Linked DNA regions of Mus musculus: region 1 is linked to region 2. A link is a contact called in public Hi-C data. All regions are on one chromosome and are shown on one strand. Each heading gives the region's core, a stretch centred on a gene start, on an enhancer-like site or on the middle of the called end of the contact. The rest is flanking DNA. Distances are from core to core; before and after follow the strand shown. Region 1 has its middle 94 kb from the start of Gm46016. Region 2 has its middle 4.3 kb from the start of Gm38991.

The links. A called contact is a pair of places that touch in the nucleus more often than the background predicts.
Region 1: a Hi-C map of muscle stem cells shows a contact between it and region 2, with 3 times the contacts expected there. The contact joins two enhancer-like sites. A contact is called at or near these places in 5 of 484 Hi-C or Micro-C datasets (cerebral cortex, liver, muscle stem cells and 1 more) and 1 of 115 datasets of contacts at active chromatin or transcription factors (fibro-adipogenic progenitors).

The regions. Positions count from the first base shown.
Region 1 is chr7:36,264,207-36,266,906 of GRCm38.p6, forward strand. No RefSeq gene overlaps it. Among named protein-coding and RNA genes, the nearest start is that of Gm46016, 94 kb to the left of the region's middle. Within about 2 kb of position 1,440, at least 5 of the 459 cell types and tissues checked have an H3K27ac peak or open chromatin away from gene starts, as enhancers often do. A contact at or near this core is called in muscle stem cells, where this site is marked.
Region 2 is chr7:36,070,629-36,073,328 of GRCm38.p6, forward strand. No RefSeq gene overlaps it. Among named protein-coding and RNA genes, the nearest start is that of Gm38991, 4.3 kb to the right of the region's middle. Within about 2 kb of position 1,368, at least 3 of the 459 cell types and tissues checked have an H3K27ac peak or open chromatin away from gene starts, as enhancers often do. A contact at or near this core is called in muscle stem cells, where this site is marked.

The DNA of each region.
Region 1 (2,700 bases), core at 190-2,689, 190 kb after region 2:
TGTCTGGTATAGTATATACTTGTGTATGTGAGTGCTTGTGGTATAGTATGTTGTGTGTGTGTAAGAGGTGTTGTATATTTAGTGTGTGAGTTTGTTTGTGTGTGTGTGTGTGTTGTATAGTGTGTGTGCATGTTGTGTGTATGTTATATCTGCAAGTGTGTAAGTCCGGTACGTGTTTTTGTGTGAGTGTTTTATGTGGTGTGTGTGTGTGTGTGTGTGTGTGTGTGTGTGTGTGTGTGTATGCATGTTTTCATCCCATTCATTCTGTTCCTTTAGAGGACTTTGCTTAATATACTCTGATCTAACCCTGCTTCTGGGAACCTGTGTCAACACAGCACGGAGATACCTGCAAACCCACTTTCACTGTGTCACAATATTCAAGGTACAGAATCAATAGATACATAGAGACAGCCTGGCATGTGAAAAGGACTGAGAATATATCATCATTGTCTGCAAAATGGATGGAATCAAGACTGTCATGTTAAGTGCAATAAGCCAGACTCAGAAAGGAACACACTGCACGGTCTGTCTCATATGAGGGACATTTTCTCTCCCGGTGTCTTGAAAAAGTCATACCCATTCCTCCATCCTTGTCTTTCCTGCAGCCAATAGCCACTTTAGAAATGCGTGTGCTGGCTGGGAACCATCCGACGCTTCTGATTAATCATTTCCCCTTGGCACCTGCTGCCTCTGTGTTAATGGCTCCTATCAGAGCGAGTCCACAGCAAAGAGGACCGCATCCCATCAGCGCCAGCTCGTTCAAGGGGCTAAACTCCATTTTGCTGCCTAGAAAAGGGAGCTAACTAAGTGCAAAGGAGCTAAGTGCTTGAAGATCACCTACCAGGGCTAAAGGCACTGAAAGAGCTGTTATGATCTATCAGGTAAATAAATATGCTGTTCCAAAATTGTCGGAGGAGGCTTTATTTATAGAAGGAGCCCAAATGGCTTGGAACGGATCTTCTTAAGAAGCTCTTAGCTCTCGGCAGTCATCATGGAGTGGAGCAGGGTACTTTAGAGTTGCTCTTTCTACCTTAAGGATGCTATGAACAAAGACAACATAGTCCCTAGTAGTGGTGGCAGGAGCTTGGGATCCGGACAAATATGCCCCAGCTTTCCTTAGTGTGCACCATCTTCGCAGGCAGGTGGGGGTGTGGGAGAAGACAGCTGTCCATCCCCAGAAAGCTGCCAACGTCTTCGTGGAGGGAGCATATGGCCTCCACAAGAGACATGAGGCGGATGGACAGCAGAATCTAGTAGACTAACTTATATTCACAATGATTGTGGAGTTGGTTAGCAATTTTGTGTCATTTCACACTAAAACTCTTCATTCTTACTTTTGTTTGTTTGTTTTAGTTTGGTGACAGTAGCACAGCTGTCTTGCTTAGTCACTTCACTGGGCTACTGCCCTTACCAAGTCTCCTTCACCAAGCTGTCACGCAGCCCACATCCCAGAGAAGCAGCCCATGTATGAATCACCTTCCCACAAGTTAAGGAACAAAGGAAAGGGAAGGGGAGGGGCCTCAAGTCTAGAGTTAACCAAGAAGATTGGTTGATTGAGAGTGCCCTTAGACAGAGCCTTGAAGGACTTCCAGGACATAGAGGGGAGCTGGAGTTTCAGGCTGTATCAATTAAGATAGAAGTTTTGTTGGTAGATCTTCTTGTCAGCATGAGAGGATATCCAACAGAAGCAACTTAAGGCTTGGTTGGGTTCACAGCTTTAAAGGATACCTCCCATCATGGTGAGATATTTCGGATGCTATGGTGGCTGGGCCTGTGACAATGGGAGCTGGCAGCATAGCTTGTTCACATTTTAGCAGATCAGGAGAGAGGTCAGACATGACAGGAAGCAGGATCAGACTATCATGCCCAAAGGAAGACACAGAACTGCTAGTTATGTAGCAGAGCACCCCAGAAACAGTTTCTCCAGCTGGAAGTCAGTTGTTAAAACATTTGATCCTGGGTGGGACCTTTCAGATGCAAGCCATAAAGCCTGGTTGAGATGTGAGGTTTTAGAAAGGCAGGGATGAACCTGGCTCCATGGAGAGGTCACCACACTGGGTCACATCTGATTATTAGGGAAAGGAAAACAAGTCTAGGTTCAAACAGGAGTATGATGTTGTTCAGGCCACCAAGACTCAGAGCCACCTGTATGCCTAAGTTATATGAGGGAACAAAAGACAAGAAGATCGGTACAGGAAGGAACAAGTGATCTGTCATATCTCAGAGCCACCTACCTTTGTGTTTTCTTTATTTCTCCTTAAACCTCAACCCAGTGTCAGGTTATAACCTCAGAAGGACACGGAGAGGGCAAGAGGAAAGGCTTACTTAGGCTTCTGCTTTCAGACAGATTTCAGTCCACTATGGTGAGGAAGGCATGGCGACTGAGCAGTTCTGTCTCTGAGAACCTGAGCATGCCGAGGAGACTCCTCACAGGGTGGTGGAGCAGGACAGAGAGCACAGGCTAGAACCAGGGATAGGTGTAATCTAAAGTCTGCCTGTAGTAACTCTCTTCCACCAGCCCAACCCCACCTCCTAAAGACTCCAAAACAGCACCATAAGGTGTAGACCAAACCATCAAAGGATGAGCCTATTGCAGAGTCACGCCATACTACACATTCTCTCTCGGGGAGTGTGTGACCCTCAACTCCTGAGAGTCTGGAAGTCACTAATTATGTTTGAGTGACTTTGATCATTGCCCGT
Region 2 (2,700 bases), core at 118-2,617:
TTTTTTTTTCTTAAATGCCAGGGAAGAGAGCTAGAAGCGCTTTGGCAGATCGGGATCTGTGGACAGACCTGCGCCAGGTTCTTAAGTTAATAAATATTCATTTTGAGGGTTTTTTTTTGGGGGGGAAAGGAGGCAAGTTCTAGGCATAGAGCCCTTGTTGGAGAAGTAACATCTATTTGTACAGCATTTTTGGTTCTTAAGAATAAGGTTCTCTCTCTCTCTTTTTTAAACTCCTCCCTAACAATTCACACCTCCAGCAGGCTAGCTGCTTGGAAGATAGATTCAAACACAGCGTCTTCTCAGTTGTAGCAAGCCAAGCCAGGTATAAAAGCCACATTTTATCTCCGTCTCAGCCACCTTTCTCTACAGCCACCCCTACCCCCCTTTATTCTGGACATGCAGCGAAAGCTTCATTCAATATTGATTGTGCTTTGATACATTAAAATCAAGAGTGAGTCGGGGCTCTTACATAAAAGGTGTATAGATACCATTCACACCGTTTTGACCAGAACAGTCAATATTTTAAAAGGATTTCATTTCCCTTCCAAGCCTGCAGGCAGTCTAATTCTCTACGAAGGGAAGGCACGGCCAGTTGGTGCGAAATGATTCCTCCCGAGGTGTCTAAGAGGAGGGTGGTATTATTAGTTTTCTTTTTCTTAAAAAAAAAAACAAAACTATTTTCTACTTGTATACAATTTAGCAAATTTGGAGCTTGGAAAAGAAGCCTCAAATACTTTCCCTTCATTTGGTGGGGAATAACACTTTGAATGACTAAAATAAAATAGAATAAAAGCATTTTCATAACAAATAATTCAAGGCAGAGCAGTAGAGATATTTCAAAGAAAAGATTCCACCTAAATGTTTTGAAAAGACAAAAAGAAGAGCGAGTGAGAGAGAGAGAGAGAGAGAGAGAGAGAGAGAGAGTGCCTAGTTGCAGTTGCTTTGACAGAGTTCAGGCATGAACGTGCTTTCATTCCGTTGCATGATTTCGATAAAATTAGGTTAAAGAAATGTTCATTTGGAAACAGTGCTTCGTCATATTATTCCCAACACACGTCTAGCAAATATATGAATCCCGCATTCATCTGCGCGAAGTTCCAGACCTTAATGAATGGTTTAGACAGCATTGTCATCAATTTTCCGCAGGTGCAGCTGGAGCAATCAGTCAATTCAATCAAAAGCCTCCGTCAAGTTGCGTGGCGCTGTCATTTTTTTCATTCTGAAATTGAAAAAGAAATAAAAGAAGAAGAAGAAATAAGAGAAAAAAGAAAAAAGAAAAAAATGCAAGCAAGCCAACCGCGGTTCCTGGCTTGCATTTACATTCTCCCGCCTTTGGGTGGCGCTTTTGAGCAGCGCTTTGCCGCCTGCCTCGCTGCAGAGCTGACTTTCTCTTTTTCTTTCTTTTTCCTCCAACACCCCCCCCCCGCAACTTTATACTAATATAATATTTCTTTAGTGATGCTATGGAGATGAAATCGCTCTGTGTGTTTTAACACGCATTCCAACAACCTCTTAAGGCAAAAAAGTAAATTCATGCAGATGAGTTATAGAAAGTTGAAAAGATGCTATGGGAGCGGCTGCCATGGGTCCCCGGGGGTGCAGGGACACACTCTTGATTGCTTCTGAGGTTGTCAGACCTCCAACTTTCTCAGCCCTTCTTCCCCTGCCCGCCTGTGCAGTCCAGAACAATTCGGGGGTCGGGAGAAGTGGGCGGAGGGGGCAACTTCGCAGCTAGATCTTCTGGTTCCTTTTGAATCCACCTGAGTTTACTTTCCCTTAGCTTCAGACGGCCTTTGGGAATCCTAGGGTGGGGTCAGGAGTTGTGCTGGTATCAGGAGGGGCACGTATTTGTATTTCTGGCTGTCCCTGGGTTGGTGTCTTTTTCTTCCTGTAAACTCAGTAATCATAGTGCCATCATACCCTGCCACTTTGCATTAAAGGACCCAGGAAAGATGACATCAAGTAAAGCTTTGATTTTTCTTTTCAATCTCATTGAAAAATAACCTTGTTTCCTACTGTGATTAATATTAGGATTCAACAGTAGCAGAGATAGAAGGAACCCAGATAGATCTTCTGCACACACACCTCAGACGGACGCTCCTGCTTTCGCTCACCCAAGAGTGCTAACAGGCGCTTCTAAATCTTTAAAATGTATGGACAGACAGCACTTAGCATCCGCTTCCTCAAGGAGAATAGAGTTAACCTTTGTAGTTTGCCAAAAGTCGGCAAGTTTTCCTTTGCCATTTGTTTCAGTAGAATAAGGAGCAGAGTCATAGTCAGGACCAGATAAACTCACATTGTCCGGGTCTTTTTTCTTCTTCTTCACAGCACCCAGCAGAAGAGATGAGCTAATATTAACTCATAGAAACGACTGGGGCTACTTGCAGCGATGGATACACTCAGAATTATTAAACTGGCTGGGAAAATATTTAGGTGTGGTTTCTTTGTAGGTGTCAGGAATGGGCTGTTACCCTAACAGTCCATGGCTGCATTTAAAAAAGAAAGGAAGAAAACATACATTTGGCTCGTGGACGAATGCAAATTCCAGGGACTCTAATAAAAATGTACTTTTTAATAACCAGGTATGTCACTTTGCAAATAGCTTTGATGTAGCGCTCTTGCCTGCGTATAGTCGAAGCTACATCTGTGTCATACCTACGTGCACCGTACTTTCCCTGAGAGAGCAATTAGGGGCTATTC